Linked DNA regions of Gossypium hirsutum: region 2 is linked to region 1. The links are chromatin contacts, called in public Hi-C maps. All regions are on one chromosome and are shown on one strand. The core of a region is the stretch at or near the end of the contact, and the rest is flanking DNA. Distances in the headings are between cores, read along the strand shown. Region 1 has its middle 62 kb from the start of LOC107950768. Region 2 holds the start of LOC107950771 (F-box protein SKIP8).

Region 1 (6,638 bases), core at 3,303-5,802:
GCTACACACCATCTCCGACCATCCCAACACACCGTTAAGGGCATTTAACACCCATCCAGCCCTTCACACCATATAGTGTCAGTCTGACATGTTTAATTAGATGCAAATCGAATTGCAATTAAATGCCGAATTCTCATATAAATCATGGCTTAGCCATTGAATTAGAACATATTACTTCTTCCTTTACATAATTCCTATCCAATGCAAATGCAGATTACATATATCAAGAATATATACACAGTCATTCAGATTTAATTAATAGTTAGGTGATACGGATCAATGTCATTGACAGTCATCACAATCAATATACATTTATTCAATCAGTACCTCAATCCTAGAGCATTAGATAGCATTCATACGGTCTAATTCAGATCATAAATACACTACGGAAGGCCTACGTTCACATTAAACGACGCTTACACCCTCAGAGATAAATTTTAGACCTTACCCACACGCCTGTGTGGTTCCACACGGCCTGGCACAAGCCCATGCTCCCACCTGTGTGTCTTACACGGCCTGACACACACTCGTGTCGTTTGCCTGTATGGTCCTAAATCGCAAATAGTGAGTCACACGGCCAGGACACACACCTGTGTCTTTGGCCCGTGTGATATCTAAAAAAATAGTGAGTCACACGGCCTAGACACATGCCCGTGTCCCTAACCCACGTGATCCTTATTTTGTCCTGAGTGAGTTACATGAGTGGGAACTCTACACTAACCTGACTACACACGGCCTAGACACACGCCGTGTCCCTTGCTCGTGTGGCTCATATTTGGTAGATAGTGAGTTACGCGGCCTAACACATGGCCTGTCCTAGCCACACGACTAACACACGATCGTGTGACGTCGACAGTCATGTTTTTTGGCATCTAAAATTCGTAAAAACTTGGGTGCTCGGTATGCACTTGAAGTAATTTTGAAGTCTGAACGATTCAGAAGACTTTCAAAGTCGAAAGATCAACAACGATTACTCAGATTGACGTTTTGAGGTTCACTACTCCCGATATCCCCTCGCAATAACCTTTCAATCTATGCAACTAACAACGGATAACTTTGATTAGTCTCGTATTCAGTTATGACAATAATCAAAATAAAGAAAAATAAAATAATCGATAAGAAAAAAAGAAAAATGAAGAAGAAGAAGAAGAATGATAAAAGAAAGGAAATTAAAAGGAAGATGGAAATGTTAAATCCTAATTAACTACCAATCAGATTCCTAGCGTTTAGTAAAAATGTTCCCTATTGCACTCCTTAGGACTCGAACACAGGACCATACAAAATACAAATACTTAACCAGTGAACCAGTAGGCTCATTCTTAACATAGATTCACACAGAATTAGATTTAAATATGTAATTCAAGGATAAAGGTTATCTTAAAATAAAATAACAAAACTTCTAAAGATGCGGCTTGCACTCTCGACCTCAACCATATAAATAGAGCATATAACCACAGATACAGAGACTTAATTACAATAGAATCCAATAGTCAAACATTCAAATTTTTAGGGCGTTACAAAGAGTTTAAGAGAGTTGAGAGAGTTTGAAAGAAGGATGTGAATGAAAAAAAATTAAATTTAAGGGGTATTTATAGGGTCAAAATAATTTATCGTTAGGGTTTTCATTTTCTTATCATTTTGGTGCGGGCAACGATCAAAAAGTCGTTGAAGTTACCGTTGAGGGCAAGTGCGTCTAGCTGGGCGTGCTTTCTGACAGATGGCAGTAAAGCGCGCCTAGCTGGATGTGCTTTCGCATTCCCTCTCCTAAAACCGGCCTATTTCCCTAATTAAAATTAAAATCAACCTAAAGGCCTAAATAAAAAATAAAAACGGCCTAAACGCCTTATTTAGCTAGATAAAAGGGTAAAAAGAATATTTTATATTTTAAAAATTCATTTACTCTACTTTCCCTCCAATTTTGGGTAATTAAAAATTTGACATTTTGAGACAAAGCAAGAGTTACTAAACTTTCTTAGCTTTCCTTTACTTAAAAAACAAAAGAAATTATTCAAACAAGGGAAAATATCTTCCTTTCCTTTCTTTTATATGAACTCAATTCAAACATAGGGTTATTTGGTTTTTATATAAACTATTAATGAATATATTTATTACATAATTTTTTAGGCCTCTAACTGAGTTGGGGTCATGAGTCAATTGGACACTCATTCAGCTAAAAGTGACTAAAATGCCTTTTATATACAAAATAGGTTACATTATTATTAGAGTACTTTTTTATCTTTTTATATTTTATATAAAATCAATAAAAACTAAATTATAATGAGATATCACCCCATGACACAATAAATTTAAAATATTTAATTTTATCATTTTAACTAAAGCATTATTTGATTTTTATATCAATTTTTGACAAATTTATTTGTTACATAAATAATGGTGTACTTACTATTATTAAGTATACCATACTGTTATTAAGAGTGATGGAGTTTATGTCACTCGGCAATCAATTCAAATTTCGTTGTAAAATACTAAAAGCTTATTATATTGAGGATATTTATATCTATTTATATTTCGATAAATTTAAAAAGAATACACATAGATAGATCATAAGAACCAAAAGATTTGAAATCAAAATATTACTGTTTCAACTTTACCATTTCAACCAAAGAAGCATTTTATTTTTATTAAAATTTTTATAAATTTATTATGTAATTTTTTCACCCACATAATATGTGTATTATAATCTAATTTATATTAGGGTGGTGTTATGTTTTTATTATATCATGTTTAGTTTTTGGTTTTTTTTATGTGGTGTTTAATGGGTGATAACTATAATGAGAACTTTCAAAATTTAGCCATTAAATCAAAACAAATGTTCTAAGCTTTAAATTTTGTATTTATCTTACCTTATTAAAAAAAAAGCCAATAACACTTAATCTTTCTCTTCTTAGATTTTCGTTTTTGTTGATTGGAAAAATTGGTCGACCATTACAATAAAAAAAATTAGAATTTTTTTCTTGGTTGATTTCTAGTACTCGCTTTTTACTCAGCTAAGAAAAAAAATCTCAATTGTTTTAGAATGAAATGGTCGACAAATTTTTCAATCAAGAAAAACAAATACCTAATACACAAATTATTTAATTAATAACCCTACTATCTTGCTTTTCATTTCAAATTTTTTTCTCAAAAAAAAATCTTAAAGTAAAAATTATCCAAAAAAAATTCACACTAAAACTTCAATTACATGATGAAAAAAGAAGAAGAAAGAAATGGTGTATTGTTGATTTTACTTTAATAAAATAAGATAAATAGAAAATCTAAAGTTTATAAGTGTTGATTAGTTACTTGTGTATGTTTTATTAATTTTCTTTTTCCTCGTGTTTACGTATGAAAGAAAGAACATGAAAGTAATTTTGGCATTTGAAAAATCTGCAGCCAATATAAGTATAAATAAATGGAATGTAATTTTTTAAATTTTCGTTTGAATCAAAATGTGAATTCCGTGCATTAACCTGATGTTAAAGTAATCACACGTTCGAATCGTATTAATTATTCTTTCTCTTCTTTTATAATTTATCAAAAAGAAATCGTCAATAAATACAAAACGAGTTTAAAAAGTCCATTCATTTTTTGTGGTATTATAAATTTTATATCATGTGATGCGACATGAGATTGTTGATGCTCAAAATTTATGTTTTTGTAATATTTTTTTATAATTTTTACCCCTGTTTGACACCAATTAATTGGATTGCATCCGTAATTTGATTATATACAACATTCTTGGTGTGGGTTAATAAAAGTTAATGAGATATATTTAAAACATTATTCAAAAAATAACATTTAACAAGAATTAGATGTATAAATAAAACATTTGTTCACCCCAATACGAATATACCTTCTAAAAAGAAAAAGCGGCGGCAGCAGAAGAAGAAATAGAAAATTAGTTTACTCCAAAAACCCATCCCATCCAAAATCCCCGGTCGTAGGGAGCCTTTTCACCCTTTTCACTCCACGTGGCTATTCTTCTCATTCATTCTCAATATCTCTCTTCCTTTTTCTTTTTTCTGTGCGCTTATATATAACTAGGGATTTAAATAGCAGTCCGTTATTGAAATAGTGGCCGTTATATAATGATAACGGTACCGTCCAAAATTACTATTGTTGAAACCCGCTATACACCATAAGTAGTGTAAAATTCACTATGGCGATACCCGCAATAACCGCAATACCATCTCCGCAATCGCGATAAACGTAATAGAACCGAAAATGCGACCGCAACCGCAATTTAAATCCCTGTATATGACTCTCTCTTCTATTTTTTCCTTTTCATTCCATTAAACCCTTTTAATTTCAAAGAATTATTATTAGCCTTCTGTTACGCTCGCCTCTTCTCTCAGTTTCTTTTACTTTCAGTTTTTCTTTTTTGGTTTTGATTGGTTCGAATATGTCGAAGACTATTCTGGTGACCGGCGGAGCCGGTTATATCGGGAGCCACACGGTGTTGCAGTTGTTGTTAAGCCGTTACAAAACAGTGGTTGTTGATAATCTCGACAATTCCTCGGATGTTGCTCCCAAAAGAGTCAAAGAACTCGCGGTTTCGGCAGGAACCTTTCCTCTCACCAGGTTCGTTGAACGATTGAATTCACCTATTTACGGTTTTTTTTAAAGAAGAAAATTGAAGATGTGTAGTTTTGTAATTATTTTAATGCTAGACTGCTTAGTTGGTTTGCCAGAGAGAAATCTCACTTAATCTTTGAGTTTTCATTGTTAATTTGGAGTGTAATTAGTTTAAATTTGATTAATCGAATTTGCTATAGCTGGCAACGTGTTACGCTGTAAAATTTCGATCATATGATGTTTAATTCTTTTTACACAAAAAAAACTGTTGAAATAGTTGCAAATAGTAGACTAATTTCACATTTTCTTTTTTTCTTAAAATTTCTGCTTCTGTTTGCCATATTATCTATTTTTGGTGTATGTTTGATTAATGAAGGAATTCGTGAATTGATTTCCATTCAACTATGTTATTAATTTATAAGTGCTTTTAAAAGTTAAATAAGTTGAAGAGTTTAAGAGAATCGGTGAGAATATGATCTTCTTTCTACTTGTGAATTCCATATCAAATGCATTAAATGGTAATACTTAAAAATATTTGTCAAAATCTGCTTAATTAAGCAACATAATAATTTGATTAAACAGATTTAAAGTCGGTGAATATTCCTTAAATATAAAAGAATATAATAATATAGTCCGTTTGGTTTTGTTTAATGTTTCAATTGTATTATTTTATTGTCGGTTCCCAAAAAGTGTTTTTTCCCATGTCTTTTGATCTGTATTTTACCCCCCTTTTTTTTAATATACATGGAAGGACTCTTTTGAATGGGAAATGATTGGATCTATTAATTGTTTTTCTTGATAATATTTAAAAGCTTTAAACATAAAATTTTTCTTCGGTAATTAATTGTTATCTCTTTTATCATCTGGAAACTGTTGAAGGGTCTCTATTATTATGTTTTTGCTTCAATTAATATACATTGGGATTTGTCTGATATTGCCTATAAATCAAATCCATCATGTGCTGCTGTATTATTGTCCCAAAATTAACAAGAATCATTAAATCACTTAAAACATGAAGTCATTGAAGTATTAACTAAGATTTGGACCACTGGTTTCAACTGCAGGTGGACCTTCGTGATAGACCAGCCATTCAAAAAATATTTGCTCAGACAAAGTACCGTCAGGAATTTATATTATATGTTTGGTTTTTTATTGTGCCTTCTCTACTTGCTCAAATTTCTAAGGTTATTACATTATCAGATTTGATGCTGTGATTCACTTTGCTGGACTAAACGCAGTTGGTGAAAGTGTAAGTAAACCATTGCTCTATCATGACAACAATATCATTGGGACAATACTCCTGTTGGAAGTCATGGCTGCACATGGATGTAACAATGTACATTTCTTTCCCTTCCTAGTGTGTGGGATAGTGTTTGCTCTCTTTTTTCCCTTTTGGCATCTGCTATGGAAATCATTAGAACCAGAGACGAAACAGACTTCGGTTTCTTCTTGATCAAACTGTAATCACAAACATACTAGCACCTTGTTAGATTCAGTTTATGGATTGTTTTGGCTTCTTGAGTTTTAGAAGTTGACCGATCTAATATGATACATTGCAGCTTGTCTTTTCATCATCTGCTGCTGTTTATGGCTGGCCAAAGAAGGTTCCATGTACAGAAGAGTTCCCCCTGTCTGCAGTGAATCCATACGGACGAACCAAGGTATGCGATGAGCATTTAACTGCATACCATTTAGCAGCTCAAGGAAACAATGTCTTCTTTTTTATGAATCCATTATGAATACTTTGGCATTTGTCAATTAAGAATAGTGTCATCTAATCATATTTGACATGGTGGTTCAGCTTTTCATTGAAGAGATTTGCCGCGACCTCCGTAATTCTGATTCTCAATGGAAGATCATACTGCTAAGATATTTTAATCCAGTTGGTGCTCATCCCAGTGGCCACATAGGTGAGGATCCCCGGGGTACTCCAAACAATCTCATGCCTTTTGTACAACAAGTTGCTGTTGGTAGGCTGCAAGCATTGACAGTGTTTGGAAAAGATTATGCAACGAAGGATGGTACCGGGGTAAGATTTTTTCTGTATGACACCTTCTTAGGTT
Region 2 (6,952 bases), core at 125-2,624, 150 kb after region 1:
TAGATCTATATAACTTTAAATCAACACATTTACTTTCCTTATCTTTGCCAAGCTTTGTAGAAGGGCTCATGGGAGTAGCTTGTGGTTTAAGAGTGTCCATCCCAAACTTCTTGAGCATTTCCTTTGTGTACTTAGCTTGATTGATGAAGATACTATCCTTTATTTGTTTGATTTGGAGTCCCAAAAAGAAATTTAGTTCTCCCATCATGCTCATATCAAATTCACCTTCCATTAGCTTAGAAAATTCTTGACAAAGAAGATCATTAGTAGAACAAAAAATAATATCATCAACGTATATTTGAACTACTAATAAATCATTGCCTTTTCTTTTAATAAAAAGTATTGTGTCAACCTTTCCTTTATGAAAACCTTTTTCAACAAGAAAATTTGATAATCATTCATACCAAGCTCTATGAACTTATTTCAAACTATATAAAACTTTTAATAGTTTGAAAACACGGTGAGGAAATTTTTTATCTTCAAAATTGGGTGGTTGTCCAACATATACTCCTTCATTTATAGACCCATTTAGAAAAGAACTTTTTACATCCATTAGATATAATTTAAAATCATTAAAACATGTAAAAGCTAAAAGCATGCTAATGGCTTCCATCCTAGCTACGAGAGCATAAGTTTCATCAAAATATATTCATTCATCTTGAGAGTAACCTTGAGCAACAAGTCTAGCCTTGTTTCTCACTATGTTACCACTCTCATCTAGCTTGTTCCTAGAAACCCATTTAATACCTATAGTATATTTATCTCAAGGTCTTTCAACTAGGGTTCATACTTTACTTCTCTTAAATTGATTTAACTCTTCTTGCATAACCAATATCCAATATTCATCATTTAATGTTTCTTTGATATTTTTAGGCTTAATGCATGAGATAAATGTAACATAATTACAAGTATTTCTAAGAGAAGATCTAGTAGTTACCTTTTTAGATGGATCTTCCCGAATCTTACCATTCTTCACATAGTTGAACTCTCTTGGATGAGTGACTTCCCTCTTCTCTATTGCAAATATTAGATTTGTCATTATGATAATAAATATTAAGGGAATGGATGCGAATATTAATAATAAGATATCCACTTCACTTTTAAAAAATATATTATTTGTGAATTTAATATATTGATCCATAGTCAAATCAAGATAATAAAAATATTTAAAATAATTAAAAAATATTATTTAAATTATTATTTGAATTGAAATAATATTATTTTAGATATCCATAAATATTATTTAAAATATTTTATATATTTTATGATTTAGATTTATGGTTTTCATATAAAAACACATTTGTAAAATTGTGGTGAGGAGAAATAATAGTTATTTTATTCGAAATAAAAAATTAAAAACTAAAAAGAACACATGCATCAAAACGCCGTCGAAGCAGAAATTCTATGAATCGCAATTACAGAACTGTCCCTCAATACTGACCTATTTTTCTGGTCTGAGTTCTTCTTCGACTCGGTTACGATTACGACTCTCCGCCCTCTCTTCTGGAAAAAAAATGAATTTTCGTTTAAATTTTATTTACATTTTTAATTATTTTCCCTAGAAAACAGACCATTTTTTTCTCTAATTTTCCTTTTTTTTTGTGGATTCAATTGAGATTTCTAGGGTTTTATTTAATGTACGGCGAAGATTTAATGTCGTATGAATGGAGATTGCCTATAGCCTCTCCATCGCTCTTCAATCCCATCAGCCGTTGATCACTGCAATTATCATCACCCTCCTTTCCCTCCTTGCCGTCCGTTCATTCTTCAAGAGGCCCCACCACAAATCTAACGTAACCGGTACCGCCACGTCATCCGCTAAAAAGCAAGCCAGAGAAGCCAAACCACCTTCCTCCTGCAACCATACTTCCAATTCTGCGGCGCTCCTTAACGGAGGTGCTGCTGGTCCGGCGGAGGAGGATATGGTGATGGCGGATGTTTCGAAGGCTGTGGCAGAGATGCAGAGCGGGGCGTCAATGATGGAGCAGTTGGTCCCGGAGATTACAACCCACGCGCTTAGTTACTTGGATTATCCAAGCCTTTGTCGGCTTTCCATGACTAATTCGCTTATGAGAAAGGCAGCTAATGATGATAATGCCTGGAAAGCGCTTTATCACAAGGTACCCAATTTCCCCTTCTTTTTATTGCCTTGATTTAATTGAATATTTATTTCATTATACTTACCTATTAGTGGGGTTCTTAGCATAAATCTTCTGGCTTAATATTTTTGCTTGCTAGGATTTTACTTTGGAGCAAGATACAGTAACACCTGTTAATGGGTGGAAGGCATACTACGCAGCTACAAGAGCCATTATGAATGTTAATACCGAATTCTTTAGCATCATCAAAGATAGGTCTCTTTCAGCTATGAGTCGTTTTTGGCTGAATGCGGATTATGTAAAGTGCATTCATGCGTCAGGGGTTCTTTTTTCAGGGTATGAATATGTTGCTTACTTCAATATCAGGATGTTCACTTCTTTTTTGTTCTTATGTTGCCTGAAAGTTATAGTGTTTCAGTATATAAGTTTTTGCTCGTATCTTGTTGCTTGAACATGGTAGATCTTTTTCACCTTATGATTGGGTTAAGTTGCATGGACTTGCTGACCGGTTACATAGCATAGCCGATTGAGTGTTTGTGTAGTTAAGATGTTTCTCCGAAATGCTTTGATGATTCCAAGAATATTTGAAGATAGAGAAGAGCTTTTTTAATTTGTAGGGTGATTATAGGTTGTTTGTATGACCACAATGTTAATGGCTTGAGTCTTGGTTTCGGCATTGGAAGGGTTTTACCAGCGTTTTGCTATTCGAACATAGTGAATGCCATGCTTGGCATAGAAATGCTTTTGTCTTGACATATTAGTGCAATTTAACTGTGAGAAGAAAAGAGAAAAGGCCCCATGTTTTTCTTTAATAAGTATGAGGCATATGTTAGAACAAAAGCATGCCACTTTTATGTAAATAGAATTTCGGAATAGACAAAAGATAATGTATTCAGTCAATGCCGAGAGTCATTTTTGTTATCCATTGCAGGTTTAATGCTGTAATACAGAGTTGGCAGCATGCATTTAATTGGGAGCAAGGGGTTGATTTTCAGGTTAGAGATGTTCGAGCTCGGGTATTAACGAACATGGCTTGGATTACTATGAAAACCTATGTTGATATGGATAACGTGGCATTTAACATGACTAACATCTTTGAGTTTCATCATGGACGTTGGTACCTTGTGGATCATCACTGCTCGGAGATGCTGGCCGACGGTGACATCGGACAACAAATTGTTCATTGATAACCGAAGATGAAAGAGTAATTAATACAAGGGATAATTTTAGTAGTAGTAATCTATTAGCAAAAGGCAAGTTGCCGGGAAGTTTCTCTGGGATTTATTTCAAAGATCATTCTTTTTTTTTTTTGTGGTAAATAGGTCCCTGTAACGTTTTAGCCCTTTTATTATTTGTTTTACTTTCTTAAGTATCATAATTTTGGCTGTATATATTTATATATTCTTCAGTTCTTTTTTCACATGAATGTGTACATGTGAATTGAAGATGGGTTCACAAAGTTGCATGATAACGTTCTGGATAAAATAAAATAAAAAAAGCTCAAGGAGCAACGGCTTTGAATGAATCAATATTTTGATTTAATATAATGTGGTGGTTGAACTTTTCAGGGATGGGTCAGAAGTAATAATATAAAGTGTAAAGTTGCGAATACTGTCGTCTAAGGTTCCATGGTCTAGTGGTCAGGACATTGGACTCTGAATCCAGTAACCCGAGTTCAAATCACGGTGGAACCTTATACTTTTAATTTTTTTCTACCAACCAACTAGTTCATGGCTTCAAGCTTTATTTATGGCTTATGCAATGAAAATAAAGAACAGGTTAATCTCCATTGTTATGGCCCTCGTAGCAGGGTTTCATATTGAAAGCCATAATCAGCTTACTGCTGGTTAAAGCCTTTGTTTTTGGTTGTATAGGAGGGACAAATGCCCTAAACTACTCACTGATCCACATCATATATTTGTAGAAAAGCCACCCCCACAACATCAGCCATTAACTGGTGAACAGGTGGAGGGCCTTTGAATGATGAATACCCCTAGGAATTCAATTTCAATGTCTCTAATTCCCTTTTTTTTTTCCATGCACCATAGAACAATCCCCACGATTCAGCTAAATCTATATCTCATTCGCTAAGGATGAAGTTAGAGATTTTGTTTAGAGACTGAATTAAGGAGTTGTTTGGTGATTTGTAATGTTAATTTTTCAATGGAATATGATTAATTGGAATATTATTGTTAAAAAAGTTATTTAACATGTTTGACACGTTAACACTTCCCTAAAAATATAAGGTTACTTGAAAGAATTACTCTTATTAAATAAAAATATTAATATTAATATATTTTAACATTTATCAATACATTTTATTATTAATAAATATTTGAATTAGACATTTAATAATATTTTTTAATGCTTTTTATTATTAACAAATATTTGAATTAATTCACAATGTATGATTTTTTTCATGTTTTGATCAAATTTATTATATGAATATATTCAAAAAAACAACTTGCATATTAACCCAAGATTTTGAAGAGGTACAATTTGTAAATTTTTCCTAGGTATAAATTCAAATATATTCATAAATCATTTTAATACTAATTTTTAAATTAGTAGTTTGATTTAGATGTATGATATTTTTTTCAATAGTGGCCACACTTTTCATTTTTAACACAAAGGAATTTTTATGTAAGCTTTGTTAGGGTGGCATGTCATATATCTTTCTTGATGATAAAATTGGGCAATGAACTAGTTAAAAAATAAAATTTAAGAGTAGGTGATGCCAATTTTATTGTTGGGAGTAGAGGTGCTTATGGGCCGGGTTTGGATCGAGCCTAAGTATAATATTAACATACTTTATATTTGTCCAAGCTCGGCTTGACCCTAAATCGGGCCTAAAATTTTGCACAAACCCTCCCATATTTGCAAAAGACTAACCCAAATCTATTTTAGGTCTATCCATATTTAATTTTTTAAAAGAATATTTATATTATATTATTTTAATATTTAATAATCTTATACATTTTTTATTTATTGAAAATTTTTTATAGTCATCTCAACATTATTTTAATATTTACATTAGAGTAGTATTATATATTTAATATAGGTTTAATTCTTTTAATGTGTTCTAAATTACATAATATATAAAAATGACATAATATAAAGTATTATAAACTTAAAAATAAGTCGGGTTGGACCGAGCTTGGGCCTTGAATGTTCAAACCCAATTTCGACCCATATTTTAAACGGACCTAATTTTTTTGCCCAGACCCATTTTTCGGGCCTAATATTTTTTTCTAAACCCTTCCAAATTTCAGGCAGACCTTCAGGCCCAGGTAACTTATCTCATGAAGAGGTCTAGTTGGGGGTAATGAGATGTCATTTATGAATGGGTTTGTTTTGCATACAATTACTTAATTGTACAAGTTGTTTTAAGTTTTCTATGCTAGAAAATAAAATTTACTTATAACAAAATAAAATATAGATATTTACCTAGTTTTTTTTTAAAAAATACTTTGAAATAATGAACTGAAGTTGAAGAGACCAGATAACAACAAAACAAGCAAAAACTGTGGATATTTTTGTGCGTTGAATACCATAAACGGGCATAGTACCAATATTTATGGAAATGGGCCGCTTCTAAAAATAATTACGAGTATGGACTGAAAATTCAAAAGCGTGTTGATGTGAACGTATTTTCAAGGGATAACCTAGAAAAATGCATCCACATCAGCATTGTTTTTGCTCGTGCTCGGACTAAATTTTCAAAAAAGGTCATTTTTTAAAATATTACAAAGATAGACAAATTTTTTAAAAATTTACGAGAATAAGCCTTTATAAAGACCCAAAGTGGCAGCACCATCTTTTTAAAATTTTTTAGTGCCACAAATTAATGTGGAAATATAACTTACAAAACAAATATTTATATAGACTCAAAGTCTCATTTCCTTGTTTTCTTAAGTAATGTGGGATGTGAGATATACGTATATATAGACTCATGAATAGGTTTACAGCTTGTTCCTAGACAATGTGGGATTCCTTCCTCTTTTAACTAACAAAATAAGATTAAAGGCTACACTATATTTTATATATTTTTTACTTATAGAGTTTAAATTTTTTTTACAAAAAATTAACATTTGTTATATTATAAATAAAAATTTAATACTCTATAAGTAAAAAAATTATAAAAATATAAAATGAGTATAGTAAAATATTAAAAAATAAATATTTAAAAAATTACTAATAGTTGAGTGATTATTTTGTAAGTTTTTATAATTCGATAGCCAAAAAATCATAGTTAAGTGACTACTAATGTAATTTAATCTAGATATAAAAATATGAAAAATAATTATTATATTTTATGTATATTATGTATTTCTATAAAAAAAACTTATTGAACATAATTATATACTATGTTTAAATAGATTATCTATCTAGTTAAAATACATCTGAAATAAAATTATCATCATTCATTAGGTGATGAAAATTAAATTAAAATTAGAATTAAAAAACTTAATGAGTATTGTAAATATTTTAAAAAATAAATATTTAAAAAGAGAGATCAATTTTTTAAAATTACAAAAAAAAACTATTTGAGTACCAAATACTCACCATTTATTTCTTAATCAAACATTCATAGCAAAACATAAAATAAATATATAAATAAATAAATAAAATTAAAAAGTATAACTTCTAAATTGAAATAATGGAAATTTATTTTAAAAATTAGAATTGCATGGATATTAACTTCAAGCATTTCCATAAATAATTGAATAGAAGATTACCGCATGCACAAGCTCCATATGTGCAATTTGTTCTTTTTTTTTAATTGTCCTTTTGTATATGTGACCAATTCTAAAACGCAACAAGATTAAAGATCTCAAAAGATAATTTTATAA

The links. A called contact is a pair of places that touch in the nucleus more often than the background predicts.
Region 2: a contact with region 1 is called in a Hi-C map of leaf, with 3 times the contacts expected there. The contact joins the promoter of LOC107950771 here to the enhancer-like site in region 1. A contact is called at or near these places in 8 of 34 Hi-C or Micro-C datasets (hypocotyl, leaf and seedling).

The regions. Positions count from the first base shown.
Region 1 is chrD03:34,167,554-34,174,191 of Gossypium_hirsutum_v2.1, forward strand. It overlaps the pseudogene LOC107950949. Among protein-coding and RNA genes, the nearest start is that of LOC107950768, 62 kb to the right of the region's middle. Within about 2 kb of position 4,553, at least 2 of the 9 cell types and tissues checked have an H3K27ac peak or open chromatin away from gene starts, as enhancers often do.
Region 2 is chrD03:34,317,257-34,324,208 of Gossypium_hirsutum_v2.1, forward strand. LOC107950771 (F-box protein SKIP8) reads left to right here and starts at 1,375. Exons shown (of 3, transcript XM_016885729.2): 1 at 1,375-2,120; 2 at 2,239-2,435; 3 at 3,031-3,519. The coding sequence starts at 1,665. The coding sequence ends at 3,286. It overlaps TRNAQ-CUG (transfer RNA glutamine (anticodon CUG)), which reads left to right and starts at 3,722; the gene lies at 3,722-3,793.